Regions from separate parts of the Gasterosteus aculeatus genome. Here region 1 is linked to region 2. A link is a contact called in public Hi-C data. All regions are on one chromosome and are shown on one strand. The core of a region is the stretch at or near the end of the contact, and the rest is flanking DNA. Distances in the headings are between cores, read along the strand shown.

What was found. Hi-C and Micro-C count contacts between places; a contact is called where the count stands out from the background.
Region 1: a Hi-C map of tail fin shows a contact between it and region 2, with 4 times the contacts expected there. The contact joins the promoter of mn1b here to the enhancer-like site in region 2. A contact is called at or near these places in 3 of 6 Hi-C or Micro-C datasets (skeletal muscle, tail fin and whole body).

The regions. Positions count from the first base shown.
Region 1 is chr13:14,417,971-14,423,695 of fGasAcu3.hap1.1, reverse strand. mn1b (meningioma 1b) reads left to right here and starts at 1,261. Exons shown (of 2, transcript XM_040195349.2): 1 at 1,261-5,725. The coding sequence starts at 2,373.
Region 2 is chr13:14,338,121-14,343,633 of fGasAcu3.hap1.1, reverse strand. It overlaps LOC120831333 (a long non-coding RNA gene), which reads left to right. Exons shown (of 3, transcript XR_005714049.2): 2 at 148-232; 3 at 1,732-2,378. Among protein-coding and RNA genes, the nearest start is that of LOC120831335, 8.3 kb to the right of the region's middle. Within about 2 kb of position 4,078, at least 2 of the 9 cell types and tissues checked have open chromatin away from gene starts, as enhancers often do.

The sequences.
Region 1 (5,725 bases), core at 12-2,511, 83 kb before region 2:
CAACCGACTACACTAAAAGACGCAGACAGAGACTCAAGAGCTACAGACGACATGAACACACATTCTTAATTACATAACAATGAATACACCATCCGAAACGTGCCTGAGGAAAAACTCAAGGCTATGGTGTGCAATTAAATGAAATATAAATCTTCTTAAAATGACTACTATGTCTGAATTCCTTATATTCGGATTTTTTAATCAAACGCACGAACCTGAAGATGAACCATTTGCAATATTTGAATATCTTATCTCGGGTTGTTGCACCACTTAACCTTCCACAGATAACTTCGGCCTTTGTAGGCCTGCGGCTAATTAACCTATAAAGTAACTTATCCTAATTTAACCTTTGAAATTTGTTCTATTTCACAGATTATAACACTGAGAGAATGCTATTGACTATCGGAACCGAAGCCCAATATCGTCCACATGATTTAGTTCAGATGGTCTTTTAAGGAGGATTTTCTTCCCGTTGGGACACAAATTCACACGACTGGGGCCAGATTGATTGGACACACACACACACACACACACACACACACACACACACACACACACACACACACACACACACACACACACACACACACACACACACACGCGATAATATGGATCTATTTCCTTCCACCAAGGTTCAATATATTTACGTAACGTATATGATTGGCCATCATATCTCTGCAAATCCATCTACTGAGTACAATATTTACTATATCACCATTCAGCACATACACACCTGAACAGGGTGGATTCACAGTGTTCATTGCGAGACCGTCTCTCATTTATAAATCTTTTAAAGAGCTTCGCTCGTCTTTTCCTTCAACAATCGCTTGTTGTTATTGGTGCAAGTTATCACATTGAGCTTTATGTTGTTGTAATGAAATGTTAATGCCAAACGAAGTACTGATCACTTCTCAGATGAGTGTGTGCAGCGCTAAAGTTTGTTCATAAGGGAAGAGGACTGATCGGCACGATGTTGAAATCCACTTCATTCTCCTGCGGAGGAAACGGGAGTTTCAGAACTGTATCCATCACCTCGATTGTTGTAGACCGCAATTCTGTGGCAAAGAAATAAATCGTTTTGGAAGAAAAAAGAATATTCAAACGTGATGGACGGTTTTAATGTGCAAAATACTGCGCTATTTCGTCAAAAACATTACATTTCAAGTAAAAGCCATTTCTTACGTCCGATTTTTTATTTTTTGCGCAATCCCATGGACCACCTTAAAAGCGTTTGTCCCGCCCTGGAAGCTTTCTACGGGCCTTCTGATTGGCGGAGGGTTCATTGATGGAAGCGGCTGCAAAAATGCAAAACTTGTTGCAGGCTCACACAGCGCCAAGCGGCAGTGCGAAGTGAGAGTGTGTCTGTGAATCGCTCCAAAGTGCACTCAGACCACACCAGGCACGACTCGGCACACGGAGGGACGCGCACGTTAGGAGCGAAACGCACCGCGAGGACTTCAGGCAAAAGGCGCTTCTCTGCGAGGCGCGCGACCGGCAGCGGGCGAAGGATGCTGTGCAGCAGCTCCGTGGTTGTGGAGTGCGGGTAGTGCACGCCGCGCTGCTCCGGGTCCAGGTCGCGTTAACTGACGCTCCGGTTCTCCGGTGCCTGGGTTGGAGATTGTGGACTTTCGATCACATTGGACTTTTGAGCTACATGTCTGCTTGGCAGTTAGCGTGATATTGAAAGACATTAGAAGAAAGTGTTTATTTCAAGAAATCTTTTTTTTCTGCTCTAAGGCTGCAGGGGTAGTTTAAACTATCCGGCTCATATTGGACTTTTTCCTCTTTTTTTCCAGTATGGGACCTTATACAAAAAGTCGCTCCGGGACTTTTGACTTTTGACATTGGACTGGAATAAACAATTAATAGCTGACAGAAATTGTCATATTACCTATTCGATCGCTCCCGATCTTTTAGTTCGTCAAGGAGATGCTTTTTTGTCACGTTCGCGCCGAAGAAAAGCGCACAGAAAAACTTTGGACTATGGTAGGTTACCCGTGCAGCAAGTTAAATAACAGTGTTCTATGTGCGTTTGCTTAATCAAAGACAAAAGGCAGAGCCGTCAAATGCGCGCATAAACACGGGAGCCGGAACACAGTTTGCGTGCGTATTTGGACAGTCTATTCCCTCTCGCGCCCGCGTCCTTGGAGAAGTTGAAAAACAAAAAACAATTGATAAAACGCAATGATTAACTTATTTCACGCGTTTCAACATTTAAAGAATACAAATCAGTTTGATCATTAGACATTTGAACAATTTCTTTATATCTTTTTTTTTCCTTTTGGGGACAGACTGTAAAAAAAAAAAAAAAAACAGACAGTGCGCTGATGTCAGGCAAACTGGCCGTCATGTGGGATTGATTGCAGGGGAGTATGTTTGGGCTGGAGCAGTTTGCTTCTCAGATTAATAGCAGAAACCCTCGCCAATCAGAGAGAAACATAAACCTATCGAGACTGAACATGGGCTCTCATTATAAAAGTCCGGGTTTTCACGCTGGCGGCCCGCCGGGAGCCGTGGAACCCGGCATGGGCTCTCTGAGCGAACCGCAAATGCTCGGGCTCAATATGAACATGAACGGAGAACAGTACGGGGGCTTTCACCCGCGGGGCCACTCGGACATGCATGCAGGCAGCGGACTTCAGCAGCAGCAGCAGCAAGGACCCATGCATGGATTTTTTAACAACCAGCAACCTCACCAAGGGCATCCTCACGGCCATCAACCTCACCCCCACCAACCTCACCCTCATTTCGGTGGAAATTTTGGAGGCCCAGAGCCAGGATCATCATGTCTGCATGGTGGCCGGCTAATGGGCTACAACAACAATGGCATGGGACCACAGCAGGGCTTTGGAGAAGGATTTGATCCTCTCGCTGAGGCGCAGGCAGGGGATGGCTTTCCCCCGCAGCAGCAGCAGCAACAGCAGCAACGGCCTGGTAACATGCCTGACTTTCAACATCACGGCCCTCCCAGTGTCAGCCATGCGGTCCCCGCCCCCTGTCTACCCTTGGACCAGTCACCTAACAGAGCAGCATCCTTCCACGGTCTCCCGTCCTCCTCATCCTCCTCCTCTGAGTCTCACGGCCTAGAGTCTCGGCGAATGCCCAACCAGGGAGCTGTAGAGGGATTAGAGTATAACTTCCCAAGTGAGCCCCCATCTGGACATTTTGATGTACATGTATTTTCCCCATCAGAATCAGAATCTCAGATACCCCATTTTGGCCCAGGAAGGCCTGTCCCCAGTGCTAATTTCCCAGGGAACCCTGGCATGCCACGGACCTCAGGTATGCCGGGCATCCCTAAGGGACACCAGCCGCCACCACAGCCCCAGCAACCCCAGCAGCCTCAGCATGGAGTGTTTTTTGAGCGTTTTGGAAATGGTCGTAAGGTGCCCGTGGGAATCGAGCCGGGGGTCAATGCAAGACATTCTCTCATGCAGCAGCAGCAACAACAAGCTGGCTTGATAGCCAGACAGAATTCATGCCCCCCTGGCCTCCCCCGACCCCCTCAGGCCGAGCCTGGCGCTACTAACCCTAACATTCTGGATGGAGGGGTCATGATGCCTGGCCCACACAACCAGTTTGAGTATCCCATTCACAGACTGGAAAATAGGGGTATGCACCCCTATGGGGACCCCATGTTTAATATGCAACAACCAGCTCCTCCCCCCTCCCAACAACCGCCAAATCAGAGGCTGCAACACTTTGACTCTCCTTATATGAACATGGCGAAAAGACCGCGATTTGACTTTCCGAATGCACATGGCGGTGAAGGCTGGTGTGGTGGAATGGATAACCACCTCTCTCCCTCTGCATATGCCGGCCTACCTGGTGAGTTCACCCCACCTGTGAGTGAAGGCTTCCCACCAGGTCCCCTTCAGCATCCAGGGCCTGAGCAGCAGTCTCTACAGCAGCGGCAGAATGCAGCCATGATGATAAAACAAATGGCATCGCGCAACCAACAGCAGAGAATGAGGCAGCCCAGTCTGCAGCAGCTGGGTCACCATGGCGATGTACCTCCTGGCCCAATGACTCACGGAGGCCCAGTGGGGAACATGCCCCAACCCGGCTTTGACAGGGAGAATGCTGGCAGGATGCCCAACATTGATGGACAAAATCCTCATGTAACTCAGGAGAACTCCTGGTTTCAAGGGAACCACCCACCAGGGGAGATGATGTCACGGCGCATGGGTGGAGCGGGTAATGAATCGGGGCCCCATGACATGGGGCTACAGCAAAACGGAGCCGGAATGATCTTTAGGCCAGGCATGGGCATGCAGGAGCCCATGAGAATACCAGGAGATGGTCATGTACAGGCTCTCCATTCCCCGGGCATGCACTCACAATTCAGCGGCAACATGGGCAATCTCTCACAAATGCAGTCGCCAGGAGCGGGAACGGGGCATCCGAATGCCCCAGCAGAGAGGCGGGCAGCTGAATTTCCTGCACCTCCGATGGGAGCACAGCCAACTTTTCCCTATGGGGGGGCTAACCGTCAGGGTCCTGCCCACAGCGCTCCCCAGGGGGTGAACACATCACCAGCGAGCTACCCTTCTCAGTCTGAGTTCCCCCCAGGCCAGCGGCCGTCTGTTAGTAAGCTGGGAGCTCTCTCCCTCGGGAACTTCAGCAAAACCAGCGCTAAAGACAGTGTTTTTGGCCAGAGCTGCCTGGCGGCCCTGTCCACGGCTTGCCAGAACATGATTGCTAGCCTTGGGGCCCCCAATCTTAACGTTACCTTCAACAAGAAGAACCAAAATGAGGGCAAGCGAAAATTGAGTCAGACAGAGCAGGACATTAATAGCAGCACATCTAATGGGACTGGCAGTGCTGGACCTGAATATTTTCAGAGTAGCACTTCCCAGAACAGCCAGATGCCTGGCACTGGGAATAGCAACTCTAAGCCCACAAGTCAAAGCCAGACGGTGCAGGGGGAAGCCAGTGCCCTCTCCCCAAATTACAACATGGACGCTACCCCATGCAGTGAGGGGAAGGCAACAACAGGGAGTGGGAGAGGGAGAGGCAGGAGAAAAAGAGACAGTGGTCATGTGAGCCCTGGAATTTTTTTTTCCCCTGACAATGGTAACCCTGTTGTAAGTCCAGGCCAGCAGACCCCCTCTGCTGGTGTTGGGGAGAGGGGTGGGGGTACACCCCATGAGAAACACCTCCAATCACCGTCTTGGGGAAAAGGAGGAGACCTAATGTTGGGGGATCAGGCCGATTTGATGTCTTCCTTGGACAGTGGCATTCAAAGTGTTGCCAAGTCTGAAAGTAGCTCACCGCGGGTGGACTTTCCTGACGATGTCAGCACCCACTACGGCAACGAGGACGAGGTGTCCTCCAGCTCGGATGCGGGAGGCGCCTCTGCCTCCAAGTCTAATCGCAGCCCTATGATCACAGGCTCCCCCAAAATGCAGAGGAGTGACCATGGCTTGATGAACGGACAGAAGCCTTTAGGCATGGGCATTAACAATCACACTACCTCGCCGCCAGACAGCTACGGACTGAATGCTGGTGGGGGCACAGGGGCCAGCGGGGTGAGCCACCCAGGCACTCCTGGGGTGGAGCAGGTACGCACTCCATCCAGCACCTCTGGTCAGGAGGAAATCCACCCGCTAGAGATTCTGCAGGCCCAGATACAGCTACAGCGGCAGCAATTCAGTATCTCTGAGGACCAGCCCCTGGCCATGAAAAATGGCAAAAAGAATGGTGACTGTCCCTCACAGAACGG
Region 2 (5,513 bases), core at 2,829-5,328:
ATCGTGTAAGGTGTAAATCTGTAACAGCTGATTGAAACAAGTATAGAATTATTGTTGGTACCAAATGGAGGAAATAACAGAGAGAGAAATAGAGCTGGGTAATGGGAGGAAGGCGGACTCATTCCTTGCTTCTCCTCCTCCTTTCAGCCCAGGCGTCTTCAGTCCTTCCACTGACCCCTCCTCTTTGAGGCAATGCTGAAAACACTGGAATTTGGAGCCAAGTGAAACAATGGTGGGTCCCATTGGTAAGCAGTGTCTAGAAGGACTGGGCCGGCCTCCAAGCCTGTAGTCAATGGAAACACTGGTGGAGGCTGGGATAATAGTAGGCTTTAACAGGAGCAGCGCCCCCTCCCCTGCAGCCACATGTACACAGTGACCCACGATGCATGCACACACACACACGCACACGGACACTACAGCATACTCTATATAGCCGAGTTATGACGCAACACCATATGTGGAGGCTTATTTGTTGGTCATATTGAGTCCTTAGCTATGACAATACACGACTTCGGTCTGAACTCACAGACAAAAGGTGAGCTCACCTGTCCACAATGAGGTCACACTGTGACTTGAGTGCTGTACGAGGACGGTGTGGTGTTTGACCGGTACTCCATTCAATCAATGGGCTGCAAGTTCATCCTCTAATTACTGCAGCGGGTGCCCTCGCCTTCTCTATGCAACTTATCAATAACACACTTCCCTTTCTTCCCCGGGAGCCATAAATCTTTGGTGCTGAGCCTCCTTCAGTCTACGAGTAAACGGCCTAGAGGAAGCCTGGACACATGTGTTAACAATCGTTGACCCCCCCCTCCCCCCACACACACACCTCCCCCACCCTCCTCCCCCCTCCCCCCTCCCTGGTAAAGGCCGTTGGAGAAGGGAACATGTTTACAATTTCCTGTTGCTTCTCTGTTTTAACAGCATTGCTGTTTCTTTCCATTTGTCCTGTTTCTCTCTGTTTCTGGCTTCCTACCTGTGTTGCTTATTTCCCACTCTATCTTACTCTCTGTATCCTCCCCTCTGTGTCTCCTTCTGTCTCGACGTGGTCCTTTTCCGTTCTTTCCCTCTGCCTCTCTTTCGCTTCCAGAGGGTTGGCTAGGATTATGTGTTGAGACGGAGGAGATAACCTGTAGGCCATGGATAAAGTGATCTAGAAGATGCAAACCTTTGTTATTGATAGAGTTCAGGTGGGAGGGAGGGTACCACCAGGCCGGATGCCACATGGAGCTGTTAGATTTAGCTTTATGTGGAAGGTGGGTGTCAGGGTAAGGAATGACTCATTGGTTGAAAAGAGGAAGATTCACCTAGTAAACATGCTCATCATTCAAATACAGACTTGATAATCACAAAATAAGAACGATATTCATTATAGCCTCAGCAATAAAAGGAATTACAGGTTCCTAATCTTAAAGCATAGGTAGGGCTCGTGGATCCTCGTGCTGTGGCAACAGTGACAACCTGTGTTCTAGAGATAGAGAGGAAGGAGAGTAATAGTTGATGGGACGGAGTAGACAACTGGCAGAAAAAGGCTTCCTCTCAGGTCTTTTATCTCAAAGGTGCAGATCCAGAGAATTGTCGAAGAGAAAAAAAAGGCCTTGTCATGACACTGCTGTGTATTCCATGCATGCACACTGGTGCACAGAATCCTGCATGCAGGCATACTCCTAAACACCATTATTTCAGCTGACATTTCCCTTTATTGTCCTTTCCTGTTCCTCTTCTACATAGATTGAGACGGCGGCAAAGAATGAGTTTGTGCAGGTTGAGCAGTTGCAGCATCCAGTGATGCTCCCCGGACACGTCCCACGTTCGGTTCTACAGCTCCAATGGCTTTGAACCCAAACAGGGTGTGGCAATTCCATTACCTGCTTGTCTTCTGCTGTCTGCTTACTGGAGCACGGTGGAGGAGCAGGTCTTTGAATGGACAGGTTGGGGCTGTAGGCAAGTTGACATTCAGAGGCACAATATAAATTGCTGTCTTATCATTGAAATTACAACAGCGTGGTTCAATTTCACAGCAGAGAGAGAGGGTGCAGACGATGGAGGTCAAACAATGGACACAGAATGAATCATTTATGTACTTGTATGCTCAAACTTTTGCAGAGCTGTGTAATTTATTATTGAGGAATAAAATGTAATGCATAGACACGTCCATTCGAATCCTATTAAAAATTATTGAAAAACGCTGCAATGAACATTAGAATTCTTTGTTATCAGTCAATTTAGTATATACACACATGTACTGTGCATAATGTCTACTAGGACCAACTTAAGAGGGAGTTTAATACTGTTTCATGTAATGGAATTTTGTATTTGTTGTTGTTAATAATAATGACACCAAGATTGGCCCGTTTTAATAAAGAAAAATGTCTGCATTATACTCTTTTCCTGTTTCTCACCCAATATAAATGTACAATATTTTTCCCCTGCGTAAGACGATAGTTTGCAGAGCTCGGTTGTTTTGTAAATGGTGTCCTACTGTTGTAGCAACCCCAGTGAGTCTATTTGAAAAAATAAAAATAAAACCTTGAACAAACATTAAGCTGTTTGTATGTGTGTGTGTGTGTGTGTGTGTGTGTGTGTGTGTGCGTGCATGCGTGTGTGTGTGTGTGTGTGTGTGCTGGCGTGCAAGCGTACACTATATATGTGTTTGCATGCTCCAGCAATGTGCAACGCATTAAGTCCTGGCAGTGCATCCACATACATAAGCTTGATTCATACATACAGTAGTGCTCCAAAAGACTGGTTTTCTTTCTAGGAGTTGCCAAAGATGACTCACTTTCGCACTCAGTATACTTTTTTCGAAGGGACCCTTAGTGTGCTTCTTAGACTAAGAGGACTAACGGGAGAGCTAGTGGTCAGTGACAGAAGATACAACTTGACAGTGAGCCGCTGCTGTGTTTCAAATACCGTTTTTCTTGCCTTGTTTTTGCTGGATCTCGAACCAGAACGTCTTAAGAATTTGCCCAGGATCTTTTATTCCTGTTGTTGTGGTGGCTCATGATGGCAGTGTGTGGATGTGTGTGGGAGAGAGGAGGTGAGCGTAGACTTGGCAAGGGGCCTTAGTCCCCACTGTTCAGTACGTCTCATGCCAAGATTCCTTTTAATTAGACTGATCAAGTGTTTAGTGGGAACCGGACCCGCGCTCCATGCAACTAACACATCCTCAAACACAACTCCCACTACCCCTCTGCATCCTTTTATCTTTCTCATGTTTCATCTCTTTTTATTATCACATTAGAGACACTTGCTACATTTTCCCTCACTGTCTGCCAGCGGAATGTTTTAGCTGCAAAGAATTAAGATATCACGTTAACACTGCTTTTGTTTCCATTGAATGATCAGCAGAAGAATTACTGTTTGTACGTATTGCATTCCCAAACTATCTGATTTCCCTCCCCATTTTTGAGAGCACAGTTTGACCGGATTTCTGTGCAGTCTTTAATCATTTATATGTATGCACGCTTGGCAACAAGTTTACTGTACAACTTTTAGAAGTACTCAAAGGCTATTGCTTTGCTAAGAAAAAACATCCTGGATGTCTGAAGGAGGAGTAAGGTAGGAGTAATAAAAAATAATAAATATATTCAAATGTGTAGTAGACACAAAACATTTGAGCTGCAAAAGTCATCAAGGCCCCTGAAAAAAAGAGCATTTGGTAGATTAATTTTCTTTGTATTATAAAACATAAACATCTTTTTTTTTCCTTCATTCTCTATGTTTGGAAAGAAAATAGCACCTGTGCACCGGCCTCCTGGAGTGTGCTGTCCATCAGCAGGATGTTGTGTGCTGCTGTTGTTCAAGGTTGCCACGGTAACTGTTCTCTTTATTTCTGAGGGGGCCCACAGGCTTTTGGGTTGCATATTTTATGTGTGGAATGTAACTCCAAGAAAATGGGGAGGTGGGGGGGGGTTGCAAAGCACAAGTGGAGAAGCTGATCTTAGAGTAAAAGTGTGTAAACCGACGCCTCCGTGTACATACTTAACAGACAGGAAATAGTAACAACTGGAGTTTTTGACATCTTTCCCTTGGACAAAAAAACAATGTGCTTTATAGGATGAGGCGACTGCCGCGGCACCTTTCCTCCTGTGATATATTTGCCTGCTCTCTACTGACTCCTACAGCATTTTTATCCTCTGTGTCTGTGCTTTTCTTGTAATTCTGTAAATTAAATGTTGTTATGATCGGATATGTAAAAAGTTTTGTTTATGCAGACAGAATCATTGCGCCGTGGTAACAAAAATATATATTGAGTAAAGACTTAAAATAAAATCAATTCATGATACAACTTCATTTTCTTTACCTGCACATAGCACAGGACTCAATAAACACAACTGCCTAGCGAGTGCTGAATTACGGCGCATGAAACTCACATTGCCAACAGTAAAAGTGGATCCTTCTCTGTGATCCTGAGCTTCAATGTTCAGAGGCAGAGGTATGATTTATGGGGCCGGAAAAAAACCTGTTATTTAAAATGGCATTTTGGCGAGTGACACACATGGGTTCATTATTTATCCACAGTGTGGTCTCCCCGAACCCTGAGGACCTCCACCAGTCCCTCTCACACACACACACACCTACAGATACACACAATGCACACTCATACAAAGTAAATTAAGTTAAAGCCCCTCATTACAAGCCTGAGCTCGGTATCCCCCGGGAGTTAGGGAGATGAGATCCTAAGCGGTAAAATCCCAAATCCCTGACCCCCTCCCCCACCACCCCCTCACGGTCCACTGCCCAAGTCCTGCCATGAAATACAAGCCTACAGAGGTCACGGTGATTGACCTCTGTCGTAAAACGCCAGAGTGTGATGCATGCTCAGACGCTGTCTGTTAATAGATCCACAGCTTGCTGTGTATGGTGAAGCCATGTGAGGTTTTGTTGAGCATGTTTGTGATTGTTTAGGAATTTGTTTGATATTCTTTGGTGATTGGATCCATCTAAATGGCAATATTTACTCTTTAGCACATGTGTGTCAAATATTGCCTGGAATTACTGGAAGAGATTCTCAAATACGTATTTTTCTTCTATTTCGAGTTCTTGTACTTCAGATTTTTCTTGTGTGGACGGACTTTAGAGTAGGCATACCTATATGAGTGCGCCAAAAATAGTTGATTCTTATGTCCTCATCTGTCACCAGTTCTGTCCCTAGCGTATCTGGCCGGGGTGGATGAAGTCCCATAACACCGGTCTGTGTCTGAAAACCATCTGAAAGACCAGCACCGGCTCTGTATATAAACATTAAGTAGGAAATGATTTCCAGATCCCACTTTTTTCTCCGTCCACCGTACTTGTTTAGTCTCCCCCCCCCTTTTAACACTTTCTGCTCATCTGGACGGAGAACAGAGAGTTCAGCCCAAATGGTGCAATATATGATCATGTATACAGGTTCCGCTCCCCCTGTCAAGGTGCATCGCAGTCACCTGGGTGGGTGTTGGATGTGAATGCGGGAGAGGCATGGTCGTCACTGCGGAAGCACAGAGGGGTGGGAGGAAGGACAGTAGAGG